Regions from separate parts of the Mus musculus genome. Here region 2 is linked to region 1. A link is a contact called in public promoter capture Hi-C data. All regions are on one chromosome and are shown on one strand. The core of a region is the stretch at or near the end of the contact, and the rest is flanking DNA. Distances in the headings are between cores, read along the strand shown. Region 1 holds the start of Ccdc83 (coiled-coil domain containing 83). Region 2 overlaps Dlg2 (discs large MAGUK scaffold protein 2).

The links. Promoter capture Hi-C pulls out the DNA fragments that hold promoters and counts their contacts.
Region 2: a contact with region 1 is called in a promoter capture Hi-C map of hippocampal neurons, with 2.9 times the contacts expected there. The contact joins the enhancer-like site here to the promoter of Ccdc83 in region 1. A contact is called at or near these places in 9 of 39 promoter capture datasets (the 3T3-L1 cell line, cranial neural crest, embryonic stem cells and 5 more) and 3 of 484 Hi-C or Micro-C datasets (embryonic stem cells and nephron progenitors).

Annotation. Positions count from the first base shown.
Region 1 is chr7:90,262,843-90,268,340 of GRCm38.p6, forward strand. Ccdc83 (coiled-coil domain containing 83) reads right to left here and starts at 2,590. Exons shown (of 11, transcript NM_183293.1): 1 at 2,482-2,590.
Region 2 is chr7:91,440,403-91,445,900 of GRCm38.p6, forward strand. The region is part of intron 1 of Dlg2 (discs large MAGUK scaffold protein 2); the gene reads left to right. Among named protein-coding and RNA genes, the nearest start is that of Gm24552, 200 kb to the left of the region's middle. Within about 2 kb of position 2,634, at least 42 of the 459 cell types and tissues checked have an H3K27ac peak or open chromatin away from gene starts, as enhancers often do. A contact at or near this core is called in hippocampal neurons, where this site is marked.

The DNA.
Region 1 (5,498 bases), core at 1,340-3,839:
AATGAAGTTTATGAAGTAAAAGTGGAAGTATGATTATCTTCTCGTGGACCAATATCCCACAAGCCTCTAGCTTTTAAAGCCATCAATAGATGCAGAATGGATTCCTGTCTGCGCAGTCTCGGCGGTGGGGCCTGGCACCTGGACAGTGTCTCGCACCTCATTTTCTGTCTCCTTTCGGCCCTAACACCTTTCTGGACATATGAAATGGCTCCTGATGTTGCTTGACTTGTTTCCCATCAACACAGATTGAAATGAAAGATACTGACCTAATTATTAGCAGTGACAACAGTTCTGAATGAGTCCATCGGGAGGAAAAAAAAAACATGTAATTAAAAGATGTTGGTTAGAGGTGACAATTGTCGTAACGTTTAATTTGCAAGAAAAGTGAGAGGTAAGCAGAAATAACTTTTCCTCCCTTTTCTGTTCTGTAACTTCCATGGTTTCTTTCCCTTCTATTTCCACAGCTGAATCTTAGTGCCCCTCCTCCTTTGGCTCTTCCCTTCCAGCTATGAATTTGCCAGCTAGAACGTCTTAATAGAAATGTTTAATATACCCCTTCAATTCTCTGTCATTAAAAAGGGTGGGGCGGGGGAGGTATTTTAGAGACAGCTCTGGCTCTGTCAGCAGTTCGCTCCAAACTCAAAGCTATCTGTAGTAACAGGAGCAACAGTGCGGTACGTCCAGGAGCCTGGCTAAGTAAGGTGCAGTTCAAAGGCCCAGAAGTCATTATAATACTGGTTGCGAAGCAACATGCACATGTAAAAATATTCATAGTACTCATCTCAATAAACTATAGTTCATTTGGGAAGTCATCAACTTCAGCAAGCTCATGTTTTTGTGAATTCAAAAATATATGCTGGCCCATAACCCGGGTACATCCTGGATGTTCAATACACACTGTTGTGAATGAGTTGCCTGCAAACACCCATATATGGCCTCACTTCATGGCTAACAATGTGGATGCAATGTAACAATTCGTAAAGGAGAATTGTTTCAATATCTTATCTTTTTAGAAATTATTATTTTGTAGGGCTGCTAATAATTAGCTCAGTGGTTGAAAGCACTGGACCTGGGTTCACTTCCCAGCACCCAAGTGGCATCTCACAGCTCTCTGTAACTCCAGTTCCATGGCTTCTGACACCCTCAGACAGACATCTGTGCAGGCCAAACACCAAAGGATATAAAATAAAAATAAATTATATATAGAAGAAATATTATTTTGCTTGTGTGTGTAAGCATGGTGTGCATGTGTTTGCATGTGTGTAGACATGTGTGGGAGCAGGTGCATGTGTACAGGTCGACAGTGGATGTTTTCTTTAACTGCCCTCTGCAGTGTATGTTGAGGCAAGGTCTCACACTTGGACCTATAGCTTGCTAACTCAGCGAGTCCAGCTAGTCAGTGGGTTCTGGGATCCATCTCTGCCTCCCAGACACTGCGATTCCACCATGCCCACCGTCCCAACGTTTCTATGGGCACTGGGGATCTAGAACCTGGTCTATATACTCACACAGCTCACATTTCCCCACTGAGTCATCTCCCCATCCCAGCAAAATTCTTTGGAATTCAAGTGTTCATTTATGCCAGGAACGCTTTTTGACCTAGAGAAGGTTTTCTGTCTCACTAGAATGCACTGTTAACAGAATCAGAAATGCACTCCAGCGTTAAAACAAAATGAAGTTGATTTACTTAAGTCCTTTTACAAGTGGTAATTCCATCTAAAATTACTTTAAAATCCTTCACACGTCTTTTCATATAGACTATATATATGTACATAGTCCCAAATAGTGTGAAAATGCAAAGCTTATTCATTTTAGAAAAGTACCATTAAAACCGTTTGTTGAGATCTATGTGTTTAGAAACATGTAGATGAATGACATTGTCACACATCTTTTGGAGGTATCAAGCTTTCCTCAGCTTGGGAACCACTGGGGACACTAGGAGAAGGAAGGAGAAGTGGAACCTCTGATTCCCCACTAAGTCAGTTCAGCACAGGTTTTGGTCCTGTCTGACCCCCAGTTTCTTTCTCCATCTTTTCCATCTCGTTTCAGAACTGTTAAGAGTATTCATAAAGCTTTGAGGAAATTGTGGAGTGGTAGACAGCAACACAAAGGTCTACTTATTCTGTGAGGTTGGGACTCCAAGACACCAAAGGGATGCTTGAGTCTTGGGATACTACCAATCATTATAGATGCCATCACAGCCTCCGCCCCCTTCCGTACTGTGTACCTATAAACCTGTAACAAAACTTAGTATAAATTAAAGATTAATAATACTGGAATAGAACAGTTATCAGATATGACAAACGTTACTTAAACAAAAATGCTTATTTCAGGCATTTTCCATTTAATACCCACCCCTTAAGCCCATCCATCACAAAGATCCTCAGGTACCTGAAACTGATAAAGGGGGACTACTGCATCAGAGGGCTGGGCATCTACTGAGTTAAGAGACTGCGCTAGGACACCCTGAAGGTTACAAACCTTTAAGTTTAGGGCGGCTAAAACCAGGCAGGTATCCCTGTCTCCAGAGTGGTGAAAGAGGGGCACGGCTTGGAGAACCCTTCTCAACAGTTCTTAACCGCTCAGGAACAACGCTCCGAGGGAAAAACCAGAGGGCGCGACCCCAGGCCCATCTCGTGTCAGGGCAAATCAAGAGGAGGGCGTGTCCGCTGTAGTGGGGGAGGGTTCCTATAAAGTTTTGGGGGCAGACTGAAGAAGTCAGAGGTCACACAAGGATGTTAGCTTTCTCCCAGTATCGTCTCCAGCGTTTTCAGGTGAGAATTCCGGGTTGTGGGCTGGTGGTTCTCAAGTACAAATAGCCCAAAGCACTCTCCCTCCCTCCCTTCCAACCCCATCCGGGTCACTTCCCGCTGTTTTCAAAGCGACTGGCATCTTCATCTACTATCCCATTCTGGTTTAGGCACCATGGCGATTCGCGCGCGCCACCTGGCGGGCATATGAGGAATAGTGCGGGTGAGGGAGTGCATGCAGAGGTTAGGGCAGTGGTCCAGTCCTTTCTTCTTTTCCCCCAAGGCCTCTCTCTCCTCTTTTCGAATTCTCTGTGCTTGGAAGGTGGTGTATGTAAATAGGACTCCAGCTTTGTGCGCATGCCTCGCTCGGGTCATTGCAAGCTTATATTTGCTGATATAAAATGACTCCTCTGTGATTTCAAAACAACTCCCCGGGTGTGGGAAGGGGCAGAACTCCTGTGACAGAGGTGCTCTGCTTTTCTGTCTGCGTTTGTCAGCTTGGTTTAACTCTTCAAGTGCTCACAGGGCAACTTGAGGCACTGAAGTCTTTGCATCTGTCTTCTCATTTTACTTTTAAGCGTTTAACAAAGCAATATAGTGCAGTTCAGCCTCATCCTGAAGGCAGTCTATTAAAGCCTCCCATTTCTCTCATTACACTCCAGTAATTTTCTTTTTTTGGCCTGGGAAGTCAGAAGCCAGGCTCTTTTAGGCCTCCGACTCACTTCCAAGTGATCTAGTTGGCTTAAAAAATAGATTAAAACATAGTAAGGAATTTTTAAAAACCTTTTTTGGTTCTTTGTGAATTTTACATTATGCACCCCAATCCCTCTCATTTCCCCATCCATTCATACTCATCCTTGGCCTTTGTAACCTCCCACCACACAAGATAACAACAACAAAAAAATTACAATTGAAAAAAAAATCAGGCCGGGCAGTGGTGGTGCATGTCTTTAATCCCAGCACTTAGGAGGCAGAGGCAGGTGGATTTCTGAGTTCCAGGACAGCCAGGGCTATACAGAGAAACCCCATCTCGAAAACCCAAACGAACCAACCAACCACACAAAACAACAACAACAAACAAACAAGCCACCTGCCCTCCAAAAATGCCTAGTGGAAGCTGTAGTGTATCACAGCGTGTTATACATCTTTACTTGCAACGAGTCGTTGGTCTGGTTGGAGGCTACTGGCTTTTGCTACACTATCAATACTGGGTCCTTACTGGGACTCCTCTTAGATATCCTGTTGTTGCCCTGTGTCATGAAGAACCTGCAGCTTCGGGTCAGCAGGGCTGGTCACCCCATCCATATAGCGATGGGAAAGCTGTTGGGTTAGATTGAGGATGAGGCGTTTAAGGTCAGCCTGGGCTACATAGGAAGATCTGGGTCTGACTGGTAGCTGAGTTGGTGAACTCACCAGCGTCCGGAAACCCACACCATCAGGGCCAGCTCTCCAGCACTGCTTCAGCGAGCTCACCCAATGCCACAGCCAGCAAGGGGCAGGGTCAGCTCTCCCACCTGCTACAGGTGATGGGGGTGCATCTCTCCTCACCTACGCCACTGCATAGCAGACAAGGGGTGGGGCCAGCTCATGCTCTTGGCTGGTGGGGCTCTAGGTTATAATTTTTAAAAGGTTAATACATTACTATTATATTAGTGACCTAATGAAGGAAGGGAACTGAGGGAGCTAGTTAAGAGAGAGAGAGAGAGAGCGCTGTCATCCTGGGCTACATTGAAGACTTTGTTATAGAAAACCAAACAGAAGAGCAGGTGAGCCAACAGGAGGAACTAAGCTGGGTGTTGTGGCACACACCTTTAATCCCAGCACTTGGGAGGCAGAGGAAGGCGAATTTCTGAGTTCAAGGCCAGCCTGGTCTAAAGAGTGAGTTGTCGCGCCCACCTCAGCCAGCAAGGAAGACACAACACGGTCGGATTCTTCTCAACAGCCTCTATTGCAGGAACGCCTCGATGCTGCTACGGGGACCCCGGGAACCCAGGGAGGACTGCTTATATACACCCGAGCACTGGCGAGGGCTATGTGTCCTCCTGGGATTGGTCGGCCTGTCGACACTTCATTAGCATTCACCTGCTCGGGAGGGGTTGGCACCAAGTGGTGACTAGTGCAGGCGCAGTAAGGGTGTTTATGGCCATGGTGTACTGGAAACCGGTGCCATCTTTTAGGCATCGGCTGCCTACATGAGTTCCAGGACAGCCAAGGCTACACAGAGAAACCCTGTCTCAGAAAAAAAAAAAAAAAAAAAAAAAAACCAAACAAAAACAAAAAACAAAACCAACAAAACAAACAAACAACCTCCTGAGATCCTAGTTTCAGTTCACAAACACACATTACACAGCCCCACTTACCCCGTCCTCTCCTGCTGCTGTGCCTCAAGCCCCAACTTGGGCAGACTTCTGCTGCCCAGGAACAGGCCGTGACCGTTTAAAGAACAGGTGCAGGCCAAGCCAACCAGAAAAAAAGTCGAAAGGTGAACTCAGACTGAGACGCACTCCTAGAGCAGATATCACAATAGACACCTGAACTGCAGATAGGCAGCCTACCAGAGGATATCCTCCACTCACTCAGTGACCCTGATCCTCATTCCTGTCCTCCAACTCCCCCAACTGGGGCAGAGACCTCTTGTTGCACCAAAGACCAAGCTAGGCACGAGAATTCTAACCCCCAATTTGGACAGATACTCCCTATTGAATCAGAAGTCATGCTGGCCAACAGAAATCTGGGGCACAAAGACCA
Region 2 (5,498 bases), core at 1,384-3,883, 1.2 Mb after region 1:
CTAACATGAACATTTCCTCTTTCCATGGGCTTCCGGGGAAGTGTCAGCTTGTCTCTTCCATGGTGCGTGCTTCTCACTGGTGCTGTAGACTCACAGCTGGTGGACTGAGTCAGACAGAGACTGCCCACGGGATCTTACTGTTCTCCAATGAATCCAGTAGCAGGGAGCCACGGAGTGTTACTCAGATAGTATTTGAAGTTTTGCTTCCAAAGGGCAAACTAATTGCTGGGCTCTTTCTGAAATCATCACTTTGATGGCTTAGTATTGGAGCCACTTAACGTCAAAAGCTGATCCCCCACAGTCGTCCCACAAGTAGTTCTTCCTTCCTATATTTCTAACCTGGCAGTGACTACCCTGGTCTCTGAGGTTCATCCAGTCCCAAAATTAACTCAGCTGAACTTGAATGAGGATTTCATAGGGCCAGAGCTGTCCCCTTGCACAAAATACACTGGGCCTTCTTTCCTTCAGCACCAATCCTTGATCATGCTTAAATGTTCTGTTTTCTGAACTATTTTATTACCCCAAATAATACATATAACTCAATGCATGGAATTAACAGTAACCTGGAAATAGCCACTAACAGCAGATAAATATTTATCATCTCAGAATTTTGTTCTTCCTCCCATACACTTAGGTATGTTTTTGCATGCTTATATGAGACTGCTACTCACCTATATGTGACCTGATGAGTCTAGAGAAACACTCTTTGAGATGGCTTCATCTACGTGGTATCTGTTTCTTGTTGCTCTAACTTGGTGCACGAAAAGCAGGGAACTCGTTCTGTTCCCTCCTATGTGTTATCTTTTTTTCTTTCTTTAAAATCTCTATGCTCCCAGAAGCACCAGAGAGCACTCCCTTCAGGGTCTTCAGTAATATTATTTTCCTAACACATTATTATGGTACCTGACATTTAGTAGGGGTTCAGTAAACTGTTGTGTTTGTAGGCATCCAGACAGATTGACTCATAGAGGAATGGAAACAGATTAAGATACTGAGGAGGAAAAGGTAGAATTATTTCTCTAGTTTCTGCCACTTTTAAAATCACTACAAGTCATTTACAGCATCAAATGCCTTAGAAAAACAATTTAGGCTACCTACTGATTATACACAAGGGTATAAAATATCTCCTAAGTCGTTCCATGTAATGCCACTTGGCAGATTCCTGTGATATAGGCATGTTCCTACTCTTTCAGTGAGTCGTAGAGACTTTAATGAGTTTCCCAAGATTATGTGGTAGGTGATGGACTAGGAGCTATCCAAATCATCTCTTCAGAACATGACTCTTAGCCACTACTGAGATTTTATGAGGTTACTTAAGTTCAGTGGCCTCAGGAGTGGAAGGATAAGAATTCAAATAATTGTTCATATTTCTCTTCTTATTGCTGATAGAAACAGCTGAATGAAAGTTTACTCTCGGGCGGGAGGGGGGCTACACTCTTTTTTATTTCTATAACAAAGCTGAAAACTGCAACGTTCTTCAGATTTCATGAAATGGGGGAGTCACCATTTGTCCTGAACCTTAGTGCGCACCTGGAATACAGTGTTGTATTCAACTCCTCTACTTTTGTGAAATAAACCCTGTTTCTTTTATGCATAACTGTAGTTAAATGACGCTCAGAGATACTCAAGAACTTCCCAAAGGTCTCCCAGGAGGCAAGTGTCAGAATGGAAGTTTGGACTCATGTTTCCATAGCTAGAACAGACTTTTCCTCGACCATGTTGGGCTGCAGCTTGCTGTCTTGAAACATATTTTCACAGTGTATTTTGAAGATCCTCTAAGCCTCTTTCCTTCACACTTGGAAATCAGAGTGACATCTTCTCTGTCCAGTTCTGAGAACTACCTGAGAAAAGACCATTTAAAATTAGCCTTTTAGTCTAAAAAATAAAAACAAAATCAAAACAACAACAACAACAACAACAAAAACCTGTGTGCTACCTATGTAGATTTAATTCACAACACTGCACCTCAGACTGGGGTTCCATTTTGATATAAGTCTTAGTTAGGGTTTCCATGGGTATGAAAAGACACATGACCAAGGGAACATTTAAATGGGGACGACATTTAATTGAGGATAGCTCACAGGTTCAGGAGGTTCACTCCATTATCATCATACCAGGAAGGCAGAGTCCAGGAAGGCATGAAGCTGGAGAAGGAGCTAAGAGTTCTACATCTTTATCCAAGGAAGCCAGGAGCAGACCGGCTCCCACGAGGTTAGGGAGGTAATCATTGCCCGCCCCTACAGTGACCTACTTCCTCCAAAAAGGCCACACCTACCCCAAAAAGTTACACCTCTTAAATAGTGCCACTCCCTGGGCCAAACATATTCAAAACATCACGACATATTCAAAGAAATCAGGTCTGTTTAACTCTTGGGTGACTCCCTGGGTGAATCTGGCTTCCCTTGAATCTGGACCCAGCTCAGGAAAAGACTGTACTCCTGACTGGGCTTCTAGAATCTTCTCTGGACAGATGGAGGGCAGCCCAAAGTAACAGTAGGGTCTCTCTTGATTATTCAAATCATCAGTGCTTTAAAAAGAATCTTGAGAGCCGTTAAATATTCATGAAGGCATCCTTGCTGGCAGCTTCTCCATTGTAGGTAATTACAGAGGGTTTAAAATATCTGACGTTGCTTGGAAGCGCACAAAGCTCTGTCAGCTGCAAGCAGACAGCTGATTTGTAATTTAATTAACATCCTGGCTCATCCTGTTCTCTGTGGCAAAAAGCAAGCTAGTATTTCCTTTTAGTCGAGTGTTTGTCTGAAAAAAAAATTCAAGCTAAGTGCCTGGAAGAGTGGGTCATCTCTCACTCCAGTGCTCTTCTTGCCCATGTCCTGCTCCAAATCTGATTAAAAAAAAAAAAAAAAAAGAAAGAAAACGTCTTCTTCTCAAGTGTTCACTGGGCTAGCCAACATGGCTGCCTGTGGGTTATTTTCTTAAAGGTGCAAAGGCGAGAGAGAAAGAGAGACAGAGACAGCATCGGAGACAGAGAGAGGTCAGTAAGCTTTGACCTACTTTTTCCCCCCAGGTCTTTGAATAATAGATTTGCAGACAGACTGGGCCAGACAATTCATTCAACATTTATTGCGAACCCACTTGGTATCAGGTACTGCAATCAGGGTTGAACAAAAACAATTAGGGGCCTTCTTCCTACACACGTGTCAGTCCATGGGGCAAAGAAACATCACGAAAATGATCACAGAAATGTTGCCCCCCTGAAAGATGACAAAGGGAGGAGCAGTGCAGTGGAGGATGAAGACACACGAGAGAAACAGTGAAAATTATGTAATATCTGTCTCACTCTTTCTCTTCCCATATTCCTTCTATTCCTTTACATCTGAGAAGAAAGAGAAGCCTGATCTAGTCAAAGTGCCATTCAAGAATTTAGTTTAAATTAATAAAGTGAACATACAAAAAAAGAATCAATGAGCTGACCCATTCACTACACTGAGGAGTCTTTATCTTCTCTTTCTTCTGCTCCTTGTTGTCAGCCACCACCTTCTATACCCAGCCCCCACCTCCACCCCCTGTTTTCCCCACTTGTTTGTTCCTGAAATGTAGCAAGGTGAGAAGGCTGCAGCAGGTGCAGGGCGTGGCTGGACACAGGTTAAGGGTCACAGGCCCACCAAGAAAAATAGAACGGAGCTGGAAAAATGCCAGCTCTCTACTCACAGGCCTCAAATAAGTCAAATATCTACAATGATCAGACTTTATGAATAACACACACCCCACTTAACACGCCTGGCAGTTCTGCTGAACTGTTGGGAGAGGAAATAAAAGCCCATACTTTTCCAGAGTTCATTTCTTGAGCCTGCTTCCTTCTCCCAGCTGGTTATTTTCTGTGTTCTGAGTTGAATTTACATATTTCCTAGGAATCATCACTTCCTTTGCAGATTTGTTATTTATTTCATATTCTCACTGACTCTACACTTCTTCTGAAATAGGTTTTTCCTGTTTGCGAAATAACTCCTTTTTCAAAGAAGTTTTCTCTCAGCAAAGTCCCTCAGCCAACTGACTCTGGAGCGTTCTGGTTGAACATTATGGGAGATAAAAGTAAAGATTTGCTTTTCAACCCTTGGAGAGCTTAGGTGACAAAAAGAAATGAGATTTGACACAGAGAATACTGGTTTTCCGTACAATTAACAGAAGCAACTTTAGCAATTTCTACATATCAGGCTAGTGTAAGCAGAATTATTTCTTAATCTCAAACCTGCTTCACCCCATAGCTTTAAGCCTTACATAGCAAACCTCTTTCAAATTCTTTGCAATGTGTTTTCTGGTTGTATCTTATAGATGTACGATGTTGTGGTATCACCAAGAACTCAGAAGCACACATACATGTTCTGGCTTTCCTTGGCTTTTGATTTATATCACACACACCCACTTTGATCTTCTTCCCTACCTCCCTCTCTTTCTATCTCCATATTTCTCTCCTTCCTTGATCTTCTGTCTTGTGCCAACCCAGGCTGCTAGTCGGAAAGGAGAGTAGAGTACTTTTTGTTCAACAAAAGATAAACAGATTTTTATTTATGAGAACTTGGCAGACTTCCAGCTTCTGGATCAACTCTGATCTGCTCTGCCAGCCTAGCACCCCCTTCCAAACTGCCAGAGAACCTCCTGTGCTAGACTAAGACTGTTTATGGTCCTCTGAGTTCTAGGCACTTCCGGATGGTTCTGGCTCGCACACTAAGGTCTAATGTGCTATGCAGACCCTAGCAAGACTTCTTAATTTTAATCCATTCACATGAGAGACAGCAGTAGCTAAAAAAAAGATGAAGATATTTGCATGCACGTTCTGCTTGGTGGGCTTTTTTATTAGATAGACTGGATCATTGATCAAATAATTTAAAGTCAATTCTGTTAAACTTACAGATATGGATCTCTCATTTTGTGTCATATAGGCACTCAAATGTCCAACACATAAATGTATTTCTGATTCGTAGCCATCATGTACTGTAGATACATGGGAAAGCAATTAATAGTATAGCCATTAATCACTGATAAGAATCAGTACAGAATGTTATTCTACATACAAGAAGAGACAAGAAAGATACGTTGACATTCCTAACAGTCACAGAAATGCTATGCACCTTCTTGGATCTGATTATTGCAGCTATAAAAGCTGATTTGTTTAAATCCTGTGTTGAGTGAAGTTTAACCTTAAGAACAGGGAGAAGGAGTCTTGAAGACAAAGACAAAATTCTCCAAGTAAAATTGACATAGAAGAGATAGTAACATAGAACTCCTGGCTAGTAGCATTGCTCCTGCCTCTATTCTCATTAAAGATAAAGGAAGGGATGTTTCTTGACAAAGGGTATGGGTTTTTGTTTATTTTGTTGTTTTGTCTTCAAGTAGAGTGTTCTCAAATAGATGACACTGAAGCATGGAGCTAAGAAGAGTAATTCACAGATTTCAAGTCAGAGGCCATTCCTAATAGCCTCCCTTCTCTGCCACCACCACAAACCTTCCAAAAGAGCCCCGAGTGGCATTAGTAACTTCCC